Regions from separate parts of the Mus musculus genome. Here regions 2, 3, 4 and 5 are each linked to region 1. A link is a contact called in public Hi-C, HiChIP or PLAC-seq and promoter capture Hi-C data. All regions are on one chromosome and are shown on one strand. The core of a region is the stretch at or near the end of the contact, and the rest is flanking DNA. Distances in the headings are between cores, read along the strand shown.

The links. Promoter capture Hi-C pulls out the DNA fragments that hold promoters and counts their contacts. A called contact is a pair of places that touch in the nucleus more often than the background predicts. HiChIP or PLAC-seq counts read pairs in DNA pulled down with a chosen protein or histone mark.
Region 2: a Hi-C map of erythroblasts shows a contact between it and region 1, with 2.4 times the contacts expected there. The contact joins the enhancer-like site here to the promoter of Insig1 in region 1. A contact is called at or near these places in 3 of 39 promoter capture datasets (embryonic stem cells, hippocampal neurons and stem cell-derived epiblast-like cells), 1 of 484 Hi-C or Micro-C datasets (erythroblasts), 4 of 115 datasets of contacts at active chromatin or transcription factors (embryonic stem cells and fetal liver) and 1 of 9 other capture datasets (embryonic stem cells).
Region 3: a contact with region 1 is called in a Hi-C map of cortical neurons, with 5 times the contacts expected there. The contact joins the enhancer-like site here to the promoter of Insig1 in region 1. A contact is called at or near these places in 3 of 39 promoter capture datasets (embryonic stem cells, hippocampal neurons and liver), 5 of 484 Hi-C or Micro-C datasets (the N1E-115 cell line, cerebral cortex, cortical neurons and 1 more) and 3 of 115 datasets of contacts at active chromatin or transcription factors (differentiating embryonic stem cells, embryonic stem cells and extraembryonic endoderm stem cells).
Region 4: a promoter capture Hi-C map of embryonic stem cells shows a contact between it and region 1, with 3 times the contacts expected there. The contact joins the promoter of Shh here to the promoter of Insig1 in region 1. A contact is called at or near these places in 2 of 39 promoter capture datasets (embryonic stem cells and stem cell-derived epiblast-like cells), 1 of 484 Hi-C or Micro-C datasets (embryonic stem cells) and 1 of 115 datasets of contacts at active chromatin or transcription factors (embryonic stem cells).
Region 5: an H3K4me3 HiChIP or PLAC-seq map of the 230-238 cell line shows a contact between it and region 1, with 11 read pairs. The contact joins the enhancer-like site here to the promoter of Insig1 in region 1. A contact is called at or near these places in 4 of 39 promoter capture datasets (cranial neural crest, embryonic stem cells, hippocampal neurons and 1 more), 1 of 15 datasets of contacts at CTCF or cohesin (embryonic stem cells), 11 of 484 Hi-C or Micro-C datasets (cortical neurons, embryonic stem cells, extraembryonic endoderm stem cells and 3 more), 17 of 115 datasets of contacts at active chromatin or transcription factors (the 230-238 cell line, T-cell acute lymphoblastic leukemia, embryonic hindbrain and 8 more) and 1 of 9 other capture datasets (embryonic stem cells).

What each region holds. Positions count from the first base shown.
Region 1 is chr5:28,068,564-28,073,235 of GRCm38.p6, reverse strand. Insig1 (insulin induced gene 1) reads right to left here and starts at 1,824. Exons shown (of 5, transcript NM_153526.5): 1 at 1,441-1,824. The coding sequence starts at 1,798. All of the region lies in intron 1 of Gm35223 (a long non-coding RNA gene), which reads left to right.
Region 2 is chr5:27,705,996-27,710,333 of GRCm38.p6, reverse strand. Dpp6 (dipeptidylpeptidase 6) reads right to left here. Exons shown (of 26, transcript NM_207282.3): 18 at 786-884. Among named protein-coding and RNA genes, the nearest start is that of Paxip1, 83 kb to the left of the region's middle. Within about 2 kb of position 1,858, at least 18 of the 459 cell types and tissues checked have an H3K27ac peak or open chromatin away from gene starts, as enhancers often do. A contact at or near this core is called in erythroblasts, where this site is marked.
Region 3 is chr5:27,676,095-27,680,894 of GRCm38.p6, reverse strand. All of the region lies in intron 16 of Dpp6 (dipeptidylpeptidase 6), which reads right to left. Among named protein-coding and RNA genes, the nearest start is that of Paxip1, 110 kb to the left of the region's middle. Within about 2 kb of position 3,489, at least 25 of the 459 cell types and tissues checked have an H3K27ac peak or open chromatin away from gene starts, as enhancers often do. A contact at or near this core is called in the N1E-115 cell line, cerebral cortex and cortical neurons, where this site is marked.
Region 4 is chr5:28,464,899-28,469,728 of GRCm38.p6, reverse strand. Shh (sonic hedgehog) reads left to right here and starts at 2,628. Exons shown (of 3, transcript NM_009170.3): 1 at 2,628-3,268. The coding sequence starts at 2,966. It overlaps 9530036O11Rik (RIKEN cDNA 9530036O11Rik), which reads right to left and starts at 2,745. Exons shown (of 7, transcript NR_015562.2): 1 at 2,381-2,745.
Region 5 is chr5:27,731,333-27,736,076 of GRCm38.p6, reverse strand. No RefSeq gene overlaps it. Among named protein-coding and RNA genes, the nearest start is that of Paxip1, 58 kb to the left of the region's middle. Within about 2 kb of position 3,441, at least 24 of the 459 cell types and tissues checked have an H3K27ac peak or open chromatin away from gene starts, as enhancers often do. A contact at or near this core is called in the 230-238 cell line, cortical neurons and hippocampal neurons, where this site is marked.

The DNA of each region.
Region 1 (4,672 bases), core at 575-3,074:
GTAAGTAAAGTGGAGGGCAAAGAAGGTTCTGTGGTTCTCAGAGTTAGGAACTGTCACAAACACAGATTGGACTCCAAAACATTTGGACAGCAGAAGTTGGGCACTCCAGAAGACACAAAGAGAGTAAAACCCAGGAAGGGAGGGACTGTCTGCAGTACAAGTGGGAGCAGTCTCATGGACACAGGGCACAAGACCTCAGTCAGGCTGCCGTCCCACCTTGTCCAGTGTGAACACAGGCACTCAGCCTCAGTGGTGAAAGCAGTACCAGTCCAGCCTCATATTCAGATGAGAAACTGGTTTACTGGGTTCCCTTAAACTTTCATCACAAACATGATGCTTCATGTTGAAGATAAACTTTCAAATTCAAAGAGCCTTAGGTTTCATATGTAAGGAAAAGAGAATTCAAATCTCCATCTTATTCCCCAAGGAACTTTTAAATGCTGGGGATAGTAGTTTGGTGGCAGATGATTTGCCTAGCATGAATGAGGCCACCCCCAGTCCAAAACAACCAAGAAGCACACAACTGTCATGTGGCTGACCCTCATAATGCTGCAGGTGAGCCTGAGAGCAAGCAGCCTTGGAAATCAACAGTTAAGTGTCCTGCATCCTACATTTAACCCATGACTCAGCTACAGCACAGCACCCAAGCCCAGCATATAAAGCATAGGCAGGCAGTCAATAAAAGCTGGCTTCAAAGCAGACAGGCACTGCTCCTGCTGTCCTGTGGCTGCAGATTGGAGGAAAGATGCACCTGAGCAAATACTGCCCACCTACACAGGACAGGACAAGGACAAGCAGGGCTGAGGGGGGAGAAACACTTGACAAATGGTTATCAACGCTGTACACTGTAAACTATGCAGGATCTGTTGGACTGTAATTACTCAACACTTTTGGCAAAAAGCAGCAAAATGATCAAGGAAAGAAAAAAGACTGTGGCACTGTTACAAGTTTCGTTGGGCCTAAGAGGTGACACCATAGGTGTGCTTAGGCCCAAAGGCTCCTTTTTTCCTCCTGTCCCAAGTCTACTGGGCACGGAGTTCCAGAAGGTTTGGCTGATAGCCACAATCTGCAGAAGGCAGAGAAGTCTGTCCCCTGGCAACTGCCTCTTGAGCGCACGTGATGGTTTGTTTTCAGTTATCCAGCGAGGTAGCACGTTTGCTCAGGCAGCCAATAGCTGCGTGGTGCTGCCCTCACCAGTTCTCCAGGCGGCCAATCCTGGCTTCTGGCTCAACGAGACAGCTGCGACTCCTCCACTTAAACTGCCAATTATCTCCTGACCTCATCTCCATCACTAGTCCCTCCAACTTCCGCCTGTCGCTCGCCAACGTCTGGGGTTTCCTACCCTCTCCGTTCTCCTTTTCTTGTAACAAGGGTGACTTTAACAGCTGACGTGTCCCTTCATCCCCCTCCCCCACCCCAAGAACAAGGAAAGGCACTCACCCGCTGCCGTGCCACAGCACGGGGGCACCCACCAGGCGGAGGAGAAGATGGTGGCTATCACCTCGTCGGGGAAGAGCGTGACATTCCGCTGGATCTGCAGCAGGTTGAGCACCAGGGCCAGGACCACGCCAAATGAGAAGAGCACTAGGCTCCGCTGCACCAAGTCGTGGTGCCAGCTGCCCGGCCGCGCGCTGCATCCTGTGGTTCCCGCTCGCTGGCCCCGGGGCGCGTGCTCGGGTTCGGGGACTCCGGGGCCCTGCGGACAAGCGGCCGCCGCAATCATGCCTCGCGGGAGGCTGTACGGCCTCGCAGCGCCCGCGCTTGGATAGTTCCAGACGTGGTCGTGCAGCCTGGGCATCGGCGTCCAGGCACAGCATGGAAGGTACACGCCACGACACTACACGTACCGCGCCCGGACGGCCCAGGAGCGGCCGCGGCCCCGCGCGGTTTCCGCTTATAAGGCAGGCTGCCACCGGAGCCACGTGACCTCACCCAGCCTATCCGCCGCCCGCGCGCCCTGCTGGGGGGCGTGTCTTCAAGCGGCCCCGCCCTGTCCGCGCGCCTGTCCGCTCGGGGTCTGGTGAGGCCGCCGGAGCCAATGGGAGGAGGGCGGCCCATATGACGTATGCACACGCCACCGGGGGGGTGGGGCTGGTGCCCGGCACGCGCTCGAGCGCGCGCTATTCGGGCAGGCGCCGGGGCGGGCACCGGAGCGGGCGGCCAGCGAGTCAGATGGTCCGATGCTGCCCTATTGCGCTGCCGGACCTCGGTTTCTGAGATAATGAGGTCCACGCAGGTCCGAAGGAAAGGACCCGGAGCGCAAACCCTCCTGAGTGCTTAAAAGACCTGGGATCGCTTGGGCTGGCTGCTAATGGCAAGTGCTCTGCAGGTTCACAGCTCAGACCAGGGCTCCCCTAGCCAAGACGCCACCGGCTAAAACCACAGGGTGGTGAGCAGGCCTGAAAAGGCACTGTGTGTGTGTGAGACCTTAGGTAAGGAATGTGGCTTTGTGCCAAAAGTGTAAAACAAAGTCACCCTCCTAAGCAGGCTGTTTCTCAGAGATCATGGGGGCTGTCATTTTCCCAGCGTGACACGGGTGTGGAGACCTGGCTGTCTTTCCCTCACAGCCTGTCCACTCCTCTCTTAGGCGGCTCTATGCGTTGTTTGGAAGAGCTTGAAGCAGTTTTGACTTCAAGGAATGTTGCAACTTGGGTCTTCGCCATTTTCCACACTCTGGCCAGTCCATGCATGTGAGGTTTCATGGGCATACACACACGGGGGTTGGGGACATCAGTACTGTATGGTGTATTACAGCAACATGGGAGCCTTTTTGACAGCAAGAAAGCAGGAGGGCCTGCCCAGCTTCAGCTGATAGGAAATTGTTAAAGGCAGTGAGTCTCTGCTGTGGGATGTAGCAGGTGCTGCCTCTACCACCCATCATCAGCTGCAAGTACTCTAAACAGATGTTGAGAAAGCGACACCTGTGTAAATACACACAATTTTGCCCCCAAGGAACAGACACATCGCTCATAGGAAACTTGGCCCTAAGGAACAGACATGCCAGTCACTTGCAGGAAGCTGGCTTGATGGGACAGTCCCAGACCCTGCACCCACGCCCCAGCACCAAGCATCTGTCTTGTGAGCACTGAGATGTAATTCAGTCCCTTTTTCTCAAGCCATTTTGCTTGTCTTTACAGACTCTCCCCCGGATTTTTTTCCTCTTGTTATAATTCTTACCAAGTAGGCTAAGAGGTTCTAATAATACTTTGTGTGCTTTTGTGATGCTTGCCTGGGGGCAGGGGTTGATATCTTCAGACAATTGCTCTGTTACCAACTTGGTTGTTTCTTCTGCTTACCCAAGCCAGTATTAATGCAGTCTAACCTCTGCTGCTGCTTGACCAGCTCATCTGCACCGGGACAAAGCAAGCTGTGGGCTTAAACCCTGGTGGCTGTTGTGGTATGCAGACCAAGGTGCCCTGTGGACCATGAAGGATACACCCTGTGGCCTGGTTCTCTGGGGGTCCCACGGGGGCTGCTATGGGCTCATGAGCAGTTTACCTCACTTTCAGTGAATGTAGGGTGACGGTAGAGAAGAGTTCAAACTGAGGCTCTTGGAGAGGCTGCCTGCCTATCAAAAATGATACCCAAGGCCTGCTAGGTTTTTGTTTTTGTTTGTTTGTTTTGTTTGTTTTTAATGCATACTGGAAATGGAAGATCAGGGGTCCCTTCTCTGGCCCTGAGGATGAGTGGGGTTGCTAGGGAGATGCTTTTGAGGTGGAGCTCCTTGGCCCTTCACTGTACCACTTCATGTTAATCATTACAGCTTTGCTGATTGCAGGTGCTTCCATCTACTGAGAACTTACCTGGGAGCCACCCATTGCTTTTTATCTATATCTCTGCCATTCTTCCTGGGATAATACCAATGATCATTTGTGACTTAATTCTTAAAACGGACTAGATAAGGAAGTAGATTGGCTATTTTAATGTAGTCTCACCCCTTGCTCACTGTAGACTGTTCAGAAAATAGAATCATATCTGGGGTGAGGTAATGACTTGGTCAGTAACGTGTTTGCTGATTAAGAATAAGAAACGGAGTTTGATCCCTCAGAACCCACAAGGAGCCACATATGTAGCAGTACATGTCTGTCCCAGTACTAGGGAGGCAGACAGGACCCTTGGAGCATGGTAGCTGGATCATACACCTAAAACTGAGCTCTGAGTTCGGAGAGAGACCTTGTTTCAAAAAGAGGTGGAGAGCAATTGAGGAAGACTGCTGAGATCTACCCCTGACCTCCACTTGCATGTGCACAAATGCACCTGGACACACACATGCCAGCCTTCTCCCCTCCACTGAGCACAAGCTGCGGTTAACATATCAGCGAGAGTATGCATTTCTAAGTGTGTTTCTATGCAGAAGCCTATGTGGCTTTGTTAAGTGTTTATTTTATGAAGGCTTATAATTTTTAATGTGTGTGTGTAAATATATGTGTGTGTGTCACATGCATGTAGGTGGCCAGAAGATGACAGATCTCCTCAGACTGGAACTACAGATAGTTATAAGTCACCATGTGGTGCTGGGACCACACCTGGGTACTCTGCTAACCATCTCTAGTCACCCTGCTTCTGGTTTCTAAGCGCTTATTTATTGTGTGTGGTTGGAGGGTTGCTTCTCTCCTTCCACGTGGGTCCCAGGTATTGAATGCCAGCTTCCACCCACTGAGCCATCTTTCTA
Region 2 (4,338 bases), core at 609-3,108, 360 kb after region 1:
CTACAAGGCATATAGCTCCACCTGCCCCTCCAGTGAGTCTAGTCTGCTTTCCCTAAGCCTGGCCACCCTCAACTCTTGAGACAGAGCATGTCCAGTGACTATGGATCAGACAGAATCCTCGCAGAAACTGAAGCCTGCCCATGACTGCAGAGATGATGGCAAGAGGGATCTGCATGAAGGCCTTTGGGTACCTTTGAGCTTTGTGGGTTTAAGCAACTGAGCTGTCCTGGCCCATTTGCTAGAGAACCTAGAAAGGAGATGAAAGGAGATGAGGTTTTTTGGACACTGGGGTTTTCTCTAGAGTTAAGGACAGTGGGCAGCTACAATTCTAGAGTCAGCCAGTGAGCTGGGAAGCATGTGAAGTGTTGGTAACTTCCCAGCTGCTGCTAGCTGATTCCAGCAAACAGGTTGGATCTTATAGTCTAGTGTGGAGTCAGTGGCTGGAGTGTGAAAGAAGAGAGGCAGGAGGAGGGCAGTGTCAACACCCTCGGGATGCATTTCTCCAGTTGCAAGGACACTGCCCACAGCCAGCACCAAGGTAGGACACTGAGGAAGGAAGACAGCACGGTACAGAGGATAGAGGTGGAGATCAGAGAAAAGGCTCTGTCCTGCTGTCTTCAGGGGAGGAATCATAAATCTGTCTGTGGTATTGGCTGTTACCAGATCATCTTGAGGTAGTGGATAGTGAGCTGGAGATAAGGTGGTGGCCAAGCAGGGAGGCACCTGGGTAGAGCCGAGCTTCCATCCAAGGGTGACCTTTCAAAGGGCAGAAGAGCAGTACTTACTGTAATCTTCTACTTCAATTTTTCGATATTCAATCTTCGGCATCTGCCGGTCGTTGATAGCCTTCTGAACTTCCTCATTTGCTTCCAAGTCAAACATTCCTAGAAGTGGGGAAAGAAGAACACACTGGATTCTGGGGACTAGAGGGGCAGGTGGGTGGGCGGGGCGTTCTCACACACCTCCTACACTGCTTCACCCAAGCAGCCCTGGGCGTTGCTTACTGCATTACAGAGAGAGAAGATGAGATATCAGATAGCTCATTCAAGACCTGGGGCCCTAGTATCAAATCAGAAATATGGGCAGATCAGAGATCTCTATGCTCCATCTGCCCACCTCCTTTTCAGTATGGCATTGGTGTGATCCATTGTAAGTCTGTTGGGTTCAAGAAAAGCAATACCACTTATCTGTGGGGGAAAACAGCCACACCAACCAGGCAATGTCAGCAGAGAAGACACCAGACTGTGTGGCCTTTATCAGTTAACCCACTCCCAGATTTCTTGCTTTAACCTGTAAGTTATCTGGTCTTTAGAGACTTGGAGTTGGTGACCATAGTCACAGATAGCAATGTCCCAAGAGCAATGTTTTGCAATTTGAGGGCTTACCCCCTCATGCATGGTGGCTAGGTGACTGTATTGTTGGGTTATCTGCATGGCTCTTCATTTTCAGGTTACAACACACAAATACCACGTCAGAAATCTCTTCAGCTGGAAGGAAGGAAGCCCATTTTGCTCACCTGCTGAAATGGCTGTGCGACCCCATTTCACCCTCTCATGCCTAGTAAGCCCACAGGTCTTCCTTTTCTTTGCTTTCTTTAAGGTTACATGTAGGGTTGGCTTGTGGCTCAATGTAAAAGGGAACTGTTTTCAAGGGGCTCTGCCTTTAGCGTGTCTAGGCTAGGATCAGAAAATATTTTAAAGCTATGGTCCTATGAGGAACGTTGGGGTCTTTCATGAGCCCTTGAAAACAAAACCATCCCACAGTCTTGTTTCTTGAAGGCATCAGAGGTTAGTTAATTCATGGCTGCTGTGGGTAACACACAGCATTGTGTGACTCCACGATCTCCACCATCTGTGGGAGCAGGAATGGCATACTTTTGGTAGGGTGGGGCGGGGGAGTTCCTGTGCCTGTGAGGAGCTGATAAGCAGCTGAAAACGCTTGGCAAGCTGCCAAGCACACATGGCCGTCCAGCAGCTACGGCTTTCACCTTTCACCTTTGGCAGACGCTGGTTCTGCCTGAAGCTCCTTCCCCCTGCCCACCCCTGTGTGGTCTCTTGCCATCCTTCCAAGACAAATGAAACTGGACTGAGAGACACTCCAGGGGTTTCAGGAATCCAATGCTCTGTAAGGTGCCAGAGCTCAGCCTGCCTGAGGAAACCGAGGGATGACTGCTAACCATTCCCTGCTCCATGTGTGAATTCAACATCACAACGGGAAACGAACGTCCAGCAAATTGATTGTAGAGTCTTTGGCATTTGAGAGACTAATTACATATGGAAGTTAATGTTCAGTGAATGCTGGGATTCTGACCTGGTTCTCTGATAGTCCCAGACCCAAGCTAGTGTAAGAATCAGGGCATAGACTTAAGATGTTATGTCAAAGCTTCCGCTCATGGGTCCCCTTGTGCTGGCTGGGTTTGTGGCAACTTGGTACAAGCTAGAGTCATCTGGGAACAGGGAACCTCAGCTGAGAGAATGCCTTCATAAAACTGGCCTGCAGACAGGTCTGTAGTGCATTTTCTTGATTGATCACTAATGTGGGAGGGCCCAACTCCTGGTGGATGGTGCTATCCCTGGGCTGGTGGTCCTGGGTTCTGTAGAAAGCAGGCTGAGCACTCCGCGAGGAGCAAGCCAGTAAGCAGCACTTTGTAGGGCCTCTGCTTCAGTCTTTTCCTCAGGTGCCTGCCTGGAGTAACCTAGATGAGCTATAAGGTGAGATAAACCTTCCCCCCTGCAAGTTGGTCATGGTGTTTCATCACAGCTCTGCCTAAGACAACCTGGAAGAACCTTCCATGGTTATCACTCTGACTGACTATGTGACTCATCTAGGTATGGCATGGGGAAGGGACCTGGGGTGTGTGCAGGGAGATAGGGGTGACATGGCTGCACACATAGGAGCTCATGGGTATCAGCACAATCAGCAAAGATGAGTACATGGATCTCACTCAGCTTCTGCCACCAGGGCCCTATGGGAACTTCATCTGTGTGAGCAGGTAGGTGCCAGGACCTGCCCAGAGTCTCTCACAATTGGCTCAACTCTCCTTAAATGTAATTCACATGAGCTGGCTTTGAATGTCACTCTGCAATCTTACATGCTGTTTTGGAGGGAGAGGTTCAAACTCAGATCACAAATATGTGTGGCTGTCCACCCAGCGAGGCTTTCCTAGAGCGAGTGCAGAGATGACTAAATTCCCATTATCCACGTCCAGCCCTGTCAGTTCTGGCCTTGTGTGGGGCGTGGCAGGTTCTAATTCCTCAGTGACTATTCAGGCTGCCTTTGAATAGCTTGCTCCCCTCTATTGAAATCCCACTTTCTGCAGAAGAGCACCAAAGCAACAGACTATTAAATTTAGTTAAATATTAGATTTCCCATTTAATGATTGCCCACACAGCCGGGCTTATCAGCAGAGAACTGGTGGCCTCACGGGGGAGTTGGGTTAAGTTAGTTTATTTGTTCCCCTAATTGCATTCAAAGAGGGCAGGAGCTCAGAGGAGATATAAGAAAAGATCGGTGCATTCCCCGAGGACTCTGCTTCTGACTGCGGGGCAGCAGGGACCTCCAGGCTGCAGCACACACATGGCCACTCCTTAATTAAATGTGAGCCCCTCTAATATTTGGTGGAATTAGCTATTATCAGATCTGGACACAGTGAGCCCACAGAGACAAATGTCTACTCAGGAAGCCACTCCCCTGGCTGTGTGGCCTGCGGGCTGTTCCCACATGGCCCTGGGGCTTGGAGCAATCACTGCTCTGCCAAGACATTGGAAATTAGTGAACAAACTGCAATGGAAATCATAAGCAACTGATCTAGAGGGGAAAGGGCTACCTGGCCCTCAGGTGCAGGTTTCTTTTCTGTAGACTTTGACACTCCAGACTGTGTGAATAGATGTACTTTCTGCTTCTCCAGTGTGCTGCGAGGGCATCCGATGGTCAGGCAATCCCATTCCCCCACCCCCACTGACTTTTTTCATTGCTTCCCCATGCATTATTCTTCCTTGTGCTTGCTCTTTGTGGCAGAGTCCATCCACATCCCTCGGGCTACATTACCTCGGGCTACATCCCTCGGCTAACTCAAAGAACAGACCCAGAAGTATAAAGATAGTTCAACTTGGTCCACCTCGGTTAGATCTGTCTTTACTCTGAGCCCTGTTTCCTTGTTACATTCAGCTTGATAGTTTGTGACACAGAGTGAATGTTCTTTTGGGCCATTTCTCTCCTCCTTGATTCTCTGACTAACCACTGAGCATCTAGAGGGCAGAGTCAGGTCAGATAAGTGGTCTTATTTCTAGACTCCAACATCATGCTGGACATCACGATGAGGGCTGCTGCATGTGTCCA
Region 3 (4,800 bases), core at 2,240-4,739, 390 kb after region 1:
CAGACAAAAGCAGCATTGCCCCTGCCAGGGCTCATTTCTATGGGACAAGGGAACCAACAACGATGAGGCACCAGGCCAGAGGTGGTTCTAGGAATGGCACCAAGAAGTTGGGCACAGCATGCTTTTGTGGGTCAGAACCCGGCTAACAGTTCAGGAGCCTCAGGAGAAACCCTCTCGCAGGTCACTGTGTGCCCGAGGTTGTTATGCTGCCCTCTGCTGGGCACCAACAGTTACAGAAATTGTGCTCACCTCCAGGGCACTGATAGGCACATGGGATGATTGGAGCAAAGACATTGCCAGCTGGAAGATGGACCGTGACTTTAGAGAGATCATAAGGACAAGTTTGGTGTCAGAGTTGTTACAAGATAGCTGGCCTCTAAACAAGGAGGTGGGGCTCAGTTCCTTCCTCATAAACCATAGTTTAAGTCTCCTTGCAGCACTTAACTAGGGGTTAGGCACTGCTGATTTTGAGCGCTGGTGACAGGCCTTGGGGTCTGCCTCTTCATCAGAGCCAGGAATGTTACTGGCTTACAGTAAGTTCCTTTCTGCAAACCTCAAGTCAGAGTGAGGCAGCCTAGAGATGCACACAGCCTGGAGACCTGAAGTCCAAGGTCCCAGCATCTGTAGGGTTGTACTCCTTGTGACCCCATAGGAATTCTCTAGTTTCTGGCAGCTTCTGGTGGTGGCCAGCACTCCCTGACTTACAGACACCTCCCTCCATCCCTTGTTGTCGCAGGTTATCTCTGCTCATGGTGGCATGGCGTGTGTGTGTGTGTGTGTGTGTGTGTGTGTGTGTGTGTGTAAGAGAGAGAGAGAGAGAGAGAGAGAGAGAGACAGACAGAGACAGAGACAGACACAGAGAGACAGAGAGACAGAGAGAGACAGAGGGAGAAAAGGGTTTGCCTGTGCAGGCAAGTTTTCCCACTTCCTTTTTTTCTTTATTGGAAACCATGGTGATGACCTAAAAGAGAAATGTGTATCTGAATATTCTCACTGTCTTTGGCATGAAGGCATGTGTCATGCATCAAGGCCTTGCCCAGGATAGTCCACCCGAGCCCATGTTTTCCATAGACAGTTTCACTGATCCTAGAGACTGTCCATTCACAAAAAATTAGGAATTCTGTGTCTACATAAATCTTCTTTGTCCATCACAAATTTTGTCTGAGGGCTGGTAAGATGGCGCAGTGGTCAAGAACACTTGCATTCATCCAGAGGACCTGGCTGTGATTCCCTGCACCCACACTGTGGCTTACAAATGTTTGTGGCTCCAGTTCCTAGGGATCAGATGTCCTCTTCTGGCCTCAGAGGGCACCAAACATGCATGAGGTACACATATGTACATGCAAACAAACATTCATACAAACTAAATTTTGTCTTCAAACAGAAACTTTGGTCACTTTAGGATGAAATGGAGCAGCCATTACTAACTAGTGGTTAAGTTGACTTATGCTGTTAGTCATCATATAAAAATTGAGCTTCCCCCACTGTAAGCAGCATGTGAGGGGACTGAAGGGCTCCCCCTGGGATGCTGAGTCAGCTTCTGGGATGCTGAGTCAGAGCTGTGACAAAGATAATAGCATCTGTGTATCAGCATCAGCATCCTTTTCATAAACATGTCATCAAATCCATCATGATAATAGTAGCAATGTCATTGTCATTGTCACCATAACCACCATGACCAGCAGTACCAACTATTAAATCCCGCTCTAACTCTCTGGTCATAAACAATTTGATCCCAGGGCTAAACAAGATGGCTTAGCATGTAAAGGCACTGCTGCTAAGCCTGACAATACAAGTTTAATCCCTGGAAGTCACATGGTAGAAGGAAAGAGCCCTTTCTGCCAGTTGTCTTGTATTCCCCTTACATCCCGGACACAAAATAAATGCACTAAAATAGAATTTAAAAATTAAAACTGAACTTGATGCCAACCTACAAAGTAGGTGTCATTATACTCCAGGGTTATGGCTGCCTGCACTCCCTGGTTTGCACACTTCCCCTCAGCCTTTGCTGTTCCATGCCATTTCCTCTCACACCAGTCCTCCTCTGGCTGCCCCTTTCCCTCCTCTTCGTCTGTCACAAACAGCCACTGCTCAACTGCCTACAGCTTTGCTTCTTGGTTCTGTAATAAACTATCCTGAGAACAGCAACTTCAGGAGGAAAGGGTAGAGGCTGCAGAGATGGCTCAGTGGTTACGAGCACTGCTGCTTTTCCAGAGGTCCTGAGTTCAATTCCCAGAAACCACATGGTGGCTCAGAACCACCTATAAAGGCATCTAATGCCCTCTTCTGGCATGCAAGTGTGCATGAAGACAGAGCACTCATACATTTAAAAAGAAAGGTAGAAAGAAGAAAGAAAGAAAGGTAGGAAGAAGTAAGGAAGAGAGGAAGAAAGAAAGGAAGAAAAAGAAGGAAGGAAGGAAGGAAGGAAGGAAGGAGAAAGGAAGGAAGGAAGGAAGGAAAGAAGGAAGGAAGGAAGAAGGAAGAAGGAAGAAGGAAGGAAGGAAGGAAGGAAGGAGAAAGGAAGGAAGGAAGGAAGGAGAAAGGAAGGAAGGAAGGAAGGAAGGAAGGAAGAAGGAAGAAGGAAAAAGGAAGAAGGAAGAAGGGGTCTATCCAGGTTACTGACCCTCATTGCAGGAGGAACTTAAAACAGCTGGTCACATGCCCAGTTGAGGGCAGGGAGAATAAACGCATGCGTGTTTGTGCCCAGCTCATACTTTCTCCTCATTCAATCCAAGGCCCAGCCCGTGAAATGGTGCTGCCCACATTAAGGATAATCTTCCTACATAATTAGCCCAGTTAAGGAAACCTTCACAGACATGCCCACAGGCCAGGCCAGGCTAGAAAATCCCCCCGAGACTCTTTCCTAATGTGATTCTACTTTATGTCAAGCTGACAGTTAAACAAGTGCTTCCCTTTTTGTTTGTTTTGGTGCCACACTGTACCTTCTCCTATGCCCTTCATACTTCTGAACTGTTCACAGGTTCTCTAAGCCCTACCAGAAGGTAGAGAGGACCAGGCCTGAGCTGAGGCACTAGGGATATGCTGGTAACCAGCTAACCTTCTTTAAAGGTTCTTCCAATTTTTCTTCTCCTAGATTCTGGACTCCCTGAGGGTGGTCCTCCCTGTGTTTCATCTTCTTGTGTTTAACATTGAGCCTGGTGTCTGCCTCACACTCAATACCACAGAAGGACTTCTCAAGACCAGGGTTCAGTTCTGTGTCCCCTAGTGAGTCAGACGCATTCCAACCAGGTGGTGATGTTCATGCATGGGGAAACCCTGACACTAAGAACTAGGAAACCATGTACAGCCCAGCAGGGGTTCTTGTGTAGAGCAATGTGCAGGGCTGCAGCGCCCTCTTGTGTACAGGCCGTACCCAGGGCTTCGGCATGGAGATCTATGGGATTTCTGCAAAGGTTCAGCTTCACTGTGCACAGAGAGCAAACTAAGCAGCTGTGGTCCTCTGACAAGTGCAAGGAAGACCTGGCTCTCAGCCACTGCTGGGTACTGTGGGACTGACTCATCTGTGAAAGGTGGGGGTAGGGTTGGCTGCTGTGGTGGGAGGAGGTGAGCACTGGCCTCCTGTGGATGCTCTCCCAGTCACCCCATACATCCCTAAGTGTGTCAGCACCCGCCAGGGGCTATGCACCCAGAATATCTTGGCTCCAACAGATTTCCTGTGACACAGTGGGGGAGTGCCTTGCTGTCAGTCCCCACAGGGATGTTCCAGCACCCACAGAATGGAATGCCAGTTGGTTTTAAGTGTCCTCTCCCACCCCTTTAAACCCTTTGGTGGTGGTGGTATCCTCTCTCATCATAGATCTGGGTCCACACACAGAAGATTCTCAGCAACAAGCTGATGTAAACAGGAGGGGAGGTTACGGCTGGCTTAGGGGAAAGGTGATGTACACGGGAGGGGAGGTCATGACTGGCTTAGGGGAAAGGTGATGTACATGGGAGGGGGCACACCAGAGCAATCACCACAGTCCCTGCAAGACCCGCAGAGTCAAGGCTCACTGCAGAGACCAGATCTCATGTGGCCACTTGAAATTCCAGCTCAGCACCACCAGGATTTCTCTGGGGCTTTCTTCTATGTTCTCATGTGTTCAACCTCCATGCCCAATAACAAGGAACTTGGCTCTCATTATCACTGACATCTAACTCATCAAATCCACCCCCTGAGTGAAAACACTTTCAGCTATCATATGTGTGTGTGTGTGTGTGTGTGTGTATGTTAATCCTAACACTTCAGAGGCAGAGGCAGGTGGATCTCAAACTCTGTGAGTTTGAAGCCAGCCTAGTCTACATGGTGAGTTTGAGGCCATCCTGGTCTACATAGTGGAACTTTGTTTCAGAAAGAGGTAAGAAGGGATAGGAGTGACACAGGTGCAGTATTTCTATGTGTCCCTGCAATGAACAATATTTTCTATAACTCCTGCCCCCTAAGCTCTCCCACCATGTTTGCCTCCATATTCCATGTTGCATTCATTCCTATGGGTACCATGACATTACACCCTGGCCTATCTCTCACCATGGGTGGGCCCAGAGGTAGAGGACTACCCATATCACTGGGCTGGGCTTAGTCATTCCATGCTGGACTGTTCTGTGAGGATGCATGCTCTACCCCTGCCCAGGAAAGGCTTTGGGTAAGAGAATCAAGGAGAAGGGAGGAGAAGGAATGATAAGGGAAAAAGAGGCGATGAAGGTAAGGGGGGGGGGAGGAAGGGAAAAAAGAAAGAAAAGAAGAAAGGAATAGGGCACTTGTGATTTCATCATTCCATGGGTGCCTTCACATGTGTCCGA
Region 4 (4,830 bases), core at 1,379-3,878, 400 kb before region 1:
TCTTACAGGCACAGGGAGGGGCCCAAATGGTCTAGAGGGGAAAGCAAAGAGAGGGAGCCATCTGGTGTCTGGAGGTGGAAGGCAGCGAGTGTCTGGTGTCTGGGAAGTGGGGAGAGGGTGGGATTCCCCGGGAAGGAGGCAGAGAATAAAGGCCACATTTCTTCCTGTGGCCAGCCTCATGATCCCGTTCTCAAGACAACAAATATGAACTGTGATTGCTTTTATCCCAGCATTTCTGCAACCTGGAACAGGAAGCAAGCTGTCCCTGGGTACGAGGAAAAAAACAACAGGGTTTATAGTAAATCTTTACTTTCCTTCTAAAGATCCTTCCAGACTCCAGGAAGGCCGGCCCTTATCAGGCTCTCTTGGAATTAGCATCCATTGTCCCTAGAGATGGAGTGGGGGTGAGCAATGGGCCAGAGCAGAACCAAGTCACCTCCTTCTTCACAGCCAAAAGGGAGGTGACCATGTCTGGGCACTCCAAGGCCAGCTGTGCCCACATAGAACACTGGCAGCTTAGGGGTTTGTTTCCAAATCACATCTGCAGGTATTCCAGGTCTCCAGGTTACAGAAATGCTTGGATAAAAGCAATCACAGTTCATATTTGTTGTCTTGAGAACAGGATCATGAGCCTGACCACAGGGAGAAATGTGGCCTTTATTTTCTGCCTCCTTCCCCAGGAAATCCCACCCACTCCCCACTGCCAATCCAAAGCTGACTAGAGCTGTCTACAGTTGCATGATCCATTCACCAGTCTATATTCAAAGACATCAAGAAGAGAGTGCTGGTCAGCATACACAGAGAACAAGGAAATACTGAAGCAAAATGAGGCTCCAGGATGCTCAAGTCTTGTCTAGCCCACCACCGGCTAGTAATATGAAAGCCACATGCCAGGCAGGCCCACTCTTCTGGATCAAGAACAGTGGGTCCCCTTTGTATCCATTTTTTCTAGTTGATGGGGGATGTACACAGAGGATACAGGCTGGAGAGTCTGGCTCTTATTTGGTCTTCGTGAAGCTGGGACCAACTCCCACTAAGAATCTGTACTTGGTCCTCATAAATCAAAGGATAGAAAACTCCAGAGAGGGCAGGTGTGCGGGCTTTAGTCAACCCTTCCAAGCCTGGGATGGTGAGGCTCTGCCATACTGCCATTGAGACTCACAGTAGACAGTAGCAAGCACTTTCCTCGCCTCACACTAACTCAAAAGCAACCAAGTTTCTAAGTCCTCTGAAAACCCCACTGCCAGCTGAGCTTCAGGTTTGCTGGGCTCTCCCTGCACTGGGACAGGATCAAGAGCCAGAGGCTGGTCTCATGGGATAACACTGGAGGACTCGGTCCCTAAGCAGGTATTCCATTCCACATAAATAGTTCGCCCATCCTAGAGGAATCTTGCCTGTGAGTAGGATGGGAGAAAAGCCAGAGCAGATTTCTATGATCTATAAAAACAAAGCGTTTCACATTCTATTTTTCTGGTTCAACTAAGACTTTTCTGGAAATTTTTCTTTTTCCTGAAAGAGTGTTGGACACCCCAAGAGTAGTGACCTCTAGACAGCATATCCTCTTCTAAGATGCCCCTTATGGCCAGAACACTGTCCTCTAGATCCCTAACACCTTCAGTCTGCAGGCCCTACACCTAGCCAGCTTCTTTCCTTGAAAATTAGCTTGCAAAGCTCCTGTGAAATACAACTGTGTTAAGGAGCCTGAATTCCACATCAACTTACCCCAGCCCTGCACTTTGCTAGGATAGATTGGAAGGGGTTCTTCACGCATGCAGCCTTGCCCACTTTCAGTTGCCCCAGGCAGATCACCTCTACCCACCAAGCACACACCAGCTGCCCTCCATGCTGGGGTGCAGCACATAGACCCACTGAACCTATGTACCCCACCACATTCTGCAGACACTCTTTACCTGCCCCTCAGCTGGGATGCATCCATCCACCTGCAGAGGCTTGAATGTGGTGCAGTCAGTGAGATACAATAAAGGACAGTATTTTAGGGCACTTAAAACAGCAACTCTTTAGGTTGTGGCCACCTGTGATTATCCTCTATCTAAAGATGCTAAATATTCAGGAGATGCTCAGGTGAGCTGTTTTCACAACCCCGTGACGTCTGTCCTGTACACTCACATCTGGGGATGGGGTGTAAATAAGGCAAACAGGAGGGAGGCAGCGTTGCCCTCAAACAATTGAGAGGCTGTTTTATGGTCAAAGCTTGTGGGGGGGGGGGGAGCATCTGGACTGTCCTTTAAAAACTTATGCTGGCTTTAACCAAAGCATCTTCCATTTAGAGAAAGTAAGGGGGAAGCAGCCCTGAGCACAAAGCAGGCAGTGCGGGGTATTTTTCCAATAAACAGGCCTCCTCCCTCCCACCCACCTTTACCTTAGTAAAGACTTTCTTTCTTTCTTTCTTTCTTTCTTTCTTTCTTTCTTTCTTTCTTTCTTTCTTTCTTTCTCTCTTTCTTTCTTTTTTAAACTGGAAGCCTTCAGGTGAAAATAAAGCCACAGCAGCCAGAGGGGGGAGAAATGTAGTCTTTCTCAGGGTTAACATCAGAAGACAAGCTTGTGCGGCTTGGCCAATCAGATGCGCCCCTGCCAGCTATAATATAGTGCGAAAGGCAGCCTGTCTCACAAGCTCTCCAGCCTTGCTACCATTTAAAATCAGGCTCTTTTTGTCTTTTAATTGCTGTCTCGAGACCCAACTCCGATGTGTTCCGTTACCAGCGACCGGCAGCCTGCCATCGCAGCCCCAGTCTGGGTGGGGATCGGAGACAAGTCCCCTGCAGCAGCGGCAGGCAAGGTTATATAGGAAGAGAAAGAGCCAGGCAGCGCCAGAGGGAACGAACGAGCCGAGCGAGGAAGGGAGAGCCGAGCGCAAGGAGGAGCGCACACGCACACACCCGCGCGTACCCGCTCGCGCACAGACAGCGCGGGGACAGCTCACAAGTCCTCAGGTTCCGCGGACGAGATGCTGCTGCTGCTGGCCAGATGTTTTCTGGTGATCCTTGCTTCCTCGCTGCTGGTGTGCCCCGGGCTGGCCTGTGGGCCCGGCAGGGGGTTTGGAAAGAGGCGGCACCCCAAAAAGCTGACCCCTTTAGCCTACAAGCAGTTTATTCCCAACGTAGCCGAGAAGACCCTAGGGGCCAGCGGCAGATATGAAGGGAAGATCACAAGAAACTCCGAACGATTTAAGGAACTCACCCCCAATTACAACCCCGACATCATATTTAAGGATGAGGAAAACACGGGAGCAGACCGGCTGATGACTCAGGTAGAGACCCATTGCGGGTGGGAAACAGACTCCTTCCCGGGAGGGGGGGGGGGTGCGTGTGACCAAGCAGTCAGCCCTGCTCTGTTTGCTCTTTGGGCAGGTAGGAAGGCGGCTTGCTCTCTCCTTCCCCACCCACCTGCCCACCTAGCACTCCTCTTCCGGGAGGAAAAAGGAGGTGAAGGGTCCAGCAGGAAGTTTAGGGTTTGCTGGAATGGGGCACCAGAAGATGGGGTTCTCTATCTTATTAGTCTCATTTTATTAGTCTCATTTAATTAGTCTCCCGGGACGACCTCCTCTAACTACCTGTATTCTAGCTTGAAACTTAGAAAGACCTTTACTCTGAGGGAGTCTGCCCTTTCCAAGTGGAGGCAGAAAATGGAGGGAGAGGGGATGCCCCTATACACTTCAAAGGGCCTCCAGGTCACTGCAAACATAGCCTGGAGCATTTCGTCCCCTAGCTCCTACCTTTTCCTTTTCTGTGTTTTTCTCCCAAGACCACCCCACCCTTTACCCCACCACCACCAAAGAACTGTAACTGAGAAAGCCTGGGGGCAGTTCTGACAAAAGGCAGGAGCTCCAGAGGCGCCCGTCTTGTCCCCACTGTATCGCGTAGCCTGACTGCGATCCCATCGTCCTCAATTGTGCCGGTCAGAGAATGTATTGATATTTCTTTAAGGATGCTCCTCATTTCTCCAGAGCCCGCGGTACCTTAGGGGAGGGACTTGGAACTTGCTGGCTTTGCAATCGCTTTAATTTTTAACCTGCTTGCATAAGAATTAAAAGCGAATAAATATTCGGCGACGAGGGTGGATGGACAGACGGCAAAGCAAAGCACGAGCCTCTCTTCCCATCCCACCTCCTTTGAGATTTCCAGGCTGCCAATCTCCCAGCCAAATCGAGACTTTCTGAAACTCCATGCACGTATGACTGGAGCTGGAAATGGGTTTCCTTGCAAATATAGGTCAGCATCCTTTTTACTGCCCTATTAAAATATTCAAGTCCTACCTTTAGGGCTAGGTGCGCCGAGCGGCTGGCGGAGCGGCGCTGGCGGGGCGCAAGTGCAGGGGGCGGGGGCTGGAGAAAACAAGAGTGGAACAGCCCGCGCGACGCGACGCGCATCTCGCCACCGGGTACCTGCTGTATGGGAAGCCTAGGAGACTAGCCTTAGGGTGGCGGGCCAGAACTGGAGCAAAGAGGAATCGTGGAGACTGAATACAGGGCTGTTCTCCCTCCATCTTCTCCCTCCATCTCCCTCATCTGCTCCCGACCACCTTAAATCTGGACCGCGAGTGTGGGCGCGCGCGCGCGGGGGAGCCGGAGAGCTGCGCGAGCTACAGTTAACTCTGCGCGGACCGCGGGGCGCCCGACTGGTGTGGCTTGAAGGAGCGAGTTCTCTCTCTGGCTCCGGGCACCCATCCCCTGGTTGGGTGCCCCGGGGGGGGGGGGGCGTCTCAGGATGAGGAGGTCCTTGGAAAGGTGTGAGGAGGTAAAAGATTACTGATGCAAAGAGGCCAGGCGTGGACACGTAGGGTACCTCAGCCCGGATGGGTCTGCAGGGGGGT
Region 5 (4,744 bases), core at 2,192-4,691, 340 kb after region 1:
ATGGAGAGGTGCTGCTTATTGACAAGGTCTCCATAGCTTGCTCAGCCTGCTTTCTCATAGAACCATGATCATCAGCCTAGGTCAGCCCCTCCCACAATGGGCTGGACCTGCCTCTATAAATTTCTTTTTTTTTTAAATATTTATTTTATTTATATGAATACACTGTCGCTGTCTTCAGACACACCAGAAGAGGGCATCAGATCCCATTACAGATGGTTGTGAGCCACCATGTGGATGCTGGGAATTGAACTCAGGACCTTGGGAAGAGCAGTCAGTGCTCTTAACTGCTGAGTCATCTCTCCAGACCCTTCGTAAATTTCTAATTAAGAAAATGCTCTACAGGCTCACACACAGCCTAATCTTATGGAGCCATTTTTCTCAGTTGAGGTTTTCTCCTCTTGAATGACTCTAGCCTGTGTTAAATGGCATAAAGTTAACCAGCACAATTACTGAGCCCCCATGCATGCCGAGGCTTCAGGCCTTGAGTACTCTATACCAAAAGGGGGAGAAAGGAAGAGAAAGAGCAGTATGGGGGTGCTGGGGCTGGTTGTTGGCTTTTGACACCTCAAAACCCATTCCCAAGTGACATACTTCCTCCCAAACAGTTCATCAACTGGGGACTAAGCATGCAAATATATGTGCCTATAGGTGTCATCTTCATCCAAGCCACCACAACTAACATGTAGGGTGTGGGAACTGAACTCAAATCCTTTGTTAAGAGCTTTGAGTGCTCATAACAGCTAAGCCCTCACTCCAGCCCAGCCACTCACTTCTTATTACCATCTGCCAAAGAGGAACTTGGCTTTGATATTTGATAAAGATCTCATCTTTCCATGAAACTTCAGCAAGATTATGTAGCTCTGCCCAACTGCTGAACCCAGCATCAGGCTCTCCAGATTATCATGAATATCCACCCTATCCCAGGACAACCTTTGGCTCTGCATGGAGGACTGGGTATCTAGAGCCTTGGAATGGCCCGAGGAAGGAGGGAGAACAATAGGCTGGACAACTGGGAAATGTGTTTTCCAGGTTGTTTCCTTCCCAGGTGGTCTAGAATATGGTGCATGGCTTGTGGAGGGAGATAGGCAGGATTGGGTAAATGGCTTCTTGGGTACTTGTGGCCTAGTGGTTCCAGACATCAAGAAAATGCAGTGGGGCCCTGCTGCCATGGACTGGACTCAGTCTGTCTCTCAACCCAAGGGGAACCAGGGCTTTGGTGTTCAGGTGAGCAAGGAGTCGGTGGAAAGTGACAAACAGACACTGACATAGAGAGAGTGCTGTATCTGAATGTAATTTCTCAAAGAGAGCATCAGACTTATATTACAGAAGAAAACAAAGAAGTTAGGTGACACATCAGCCAAGGTACATTGAAGTTATCTGACACAAAACAAAAATGCATGCATAAAGATCAGCAGGAACTAGGCAGTGGTTAAAACTGAGATAAAAGGCAGCCCTTTCTAAAGTCAGCCATTAGGGAGCCAGGTGAAGATTTCATACCCTAGTCACAATTTATGCTATTCCTCTGAGCCTTGTGAAAGCTTGAACCAGGGGATTCTGCTCTTGCTGGCCTTTTCATGAATAATGCAATATTCCTCCTTAAACCACAACCCTCCTTCTTCCCAGGCCATTGTAAATTCCTGCATATGGAAGTGACTCGGCTATAATTCTAAGTTTGCTTTGTAGAACTTGTCCTGAGATTTCTAGCTCTTACCCAGTAAACTGCAGTGTCTGATTTCTTTCACTGTCTATCAACACTGGAGGCATTTCGTCTGAATGAGTAGCATTACCTATAATACAATACCGACTATTGCAAGGACAAATCTGGAGCATTCATGCTATGGGATACCAAGGCTCCAGGAGACTAAGTTTCCATGAAACTTTTTGCCTCAGGACTGCATCCAAGCTTTTGGGCCTGTCACGCAGACTTCACTGGAGTGGGTGTGGCACCCTGCTGTACAGGAGAGCTGGGGATTTGGCTTAGGGCTTGGTCCAGGCGACTCCCAGGAATGGTACAGGGGCCCAGTGCAGGTAGGAAGTGACCCTCTGACCTTAGGTACCTTAGGCACTTTCCTCATTTTGGAATAATGGGAATTGTCTCTAGATGCTTCTCCTGACCCCACTTTGCTGTCAGTCCCTCTGCTTTTCAAGTCTCCAATTTTACCCTGGGTAACATCAAGATGGATACCATGATCAGATGTCATCATAAAGATAAGACAGAGAGATGCTCAAGCATGTGGCTGATACCCAGGGGTGGGGAGGCCAGATTCACCACCCACTGATACTTCACTTAAAGCCCCTACTGTGACACTGGGCTTTCCACCTAAGAGAGGTTCCTGTAGAGCAGCCTTCCCAGAGGGTGTGGACAGAAGGCCTAAGAGAGTGAAGCAGTGATACAAAGCAGACCCAACCCTCCAGACCCTTCTGTCAGGCTGTCCTGTCATCAACACCCACCTGTGTGGGTGGCTTTGCTTGTTTATGTAGTATGTATACATATGGGGAGTCCAGGAGATCGAAGTCATGTCATCAGGCTTGACAGACAGCAGGTGCCTTTATCTGCTGAGACATCTCACTGGTCTCATATTAGGGTTTTTCTGGAAGGCACTTTGTACCAATGAGCAAACTCCCAGGGCAGGTGCTGGCATGGTCTATGTCATCCCGTGGCGGGATAAGGTGTGGGTTCATAGACTATTAGCTTTCTTGGGTGGAGATTGTTCTGCTGATTGCCTGTGCACTCCGCTGATAGCATACCCCTGCTCTCAAAGCCCAGGGGTGTTTTATAGACAGAACACGTGAAGGGAATTTCATTGATAAACAGACTTCTGGTGGCTCTGCCTACTGTGAGAGCTGGCTAAGGTCCTGCCGACTGTCCTGTGTGACACTAGTGGTCCTCAGCGGCTTACTGTGTGTCCACAAGTATGGCTCCATCTCCTCTGGTTGTTTCCTGGTTCAGGATGGATTAGATGGGGTCTCTACTCAAACAAAATGATAAGTAACCATGGGGTGTTAGTATTTTCTCTAGGCTCCACCCAACAGTTACCTAGCAACAGCCACGTACTAGCTTGGCTCACATATAAGAAGTCTCTCTCTCTCTCTCTCTCTCTCTCTCTCTCTCTCTCTCTCTCTCTCTCTCCTTCTCTTCTCTGTCTCCCTCCTTTCTCTGCCTCTACCCCCTTCACCAGGTCCCTTTACTGCAAATATACTCTTTTATAATAAGCCTGTCTTATGGCTGGTTCTCAGTGGCCCTCCCAGGTGTTCCCTTCTGCCTCACCGCCATTTTATAAAACATAACATGAGGCTCCCCCACCCCATGCAGTTAGGGAGTTAGTGACATCTGATGTGTTATTTATAGGGTCTGAGACACAAGTGGAACAGAGCAGCTAGCTTGCTGCGGTCACTTCTTTCTCTGAGACAGTCATGTGTGACACAGTTTCTGGGAAACACGAAGAATTCAGTCTGGCTGGAGAAATACCAGTTAGCAAGCATGACACATCACAGCGAGCTGAGCTATAGCTTGTCAGGGCAGGCGACCTTGGGAATTCATGTCTTGACTTTACACTGAAGACATAGAGGGGGCCTGGCTGCCATTTCTCTGGCTCTGTAGCTGCTAGCAGCTGTCAGATCAGTACCAGAGCTGTGAGATTCTATTATCTGATATGAAGCCAGCCCTGCCTGCCATTAAGGCACATTTAGCCATAGAAAACTGAATGTCAAGGCCTTTGCTGGTTTGTGTGACTCTGGCTGACACAGAAGAAATTGAAGGGCAAGCCAGAGCCACAGGGAGCAGAAAGGCCTGCAGGTAGCCATAGAACTTCCTCCACTGTCTACCCAGAAGGCCCAGTCATAGAGGGTTTGCATAGGTGAGACCTCTGGTGTCTTGTGACGAGGTCAAGGGAATCCCTGGGTCCCACGAAGCAGCTCAGGTCTGGCCTCCTGCACTGGGGAGGAGGTGAGTGTCAATGATGGAGTAAACACTTGTCAGTTCAGAACAATGTCTATTTGTGATCTAGTTTCAGAGTGTCAGAGATCCACTCGGTTCCTGTGTGTCTCCAGCTCAGAGTCTCTGTGATGGCATCAAGCTGGTTATGGCAACTGCAGCCCTCACACAGCACCATGGAGCTGGGGAGCACCTGCTCAAGTTCATTCCTCATCTAGCTGCCTCCTAGCCACCTGGAAATCAGGCTAGGACCATGGGCATGTTCTCACAAGACCAGTTACCCAGATTAAGTGGGAAGAGCCAGACCAAGGGGGAGAGAGGGGAGGGGAGGGCAGGGGAGGGGAGGGTGTCCACAGGAACTGTAGAGCTCTTGCCTTCTCTGAACACTCTCTTCCATCATGGCTGGCCTCATGATTACACTCCAGTGTGGTAAGGGCCCTCACAATATGTGAGGATCCCAGAAAAATTCTTGGGAGCTGACAATAGGGATCCTGTCCAATGCCTTGGCACAGTGACTGAGCCAGTAAGGTAGAGATGTGCATGATTTCAGACTCCCTGGGGGCAGCAAGGAGAGAAGTAGGGCAGGAGACAGCACAGTTGTGCTGAGATGGGCAGAGCTGCTCTTCAGCAGCAATGCCAGGCCTTGATACCTCCTGTACCCCAGTGTATTCCTCATTACCCTGACAACACTGGGGCTCTTAGGCAGGGGGCTCCTGTGCAGTCGCCCACTTCCTGGGTCATTTCACTGCCTACTTGGTCTCAGCCTTGACTTAAATGTTACCTTCTCCAGGGCTCCCCCGACAGCACCCC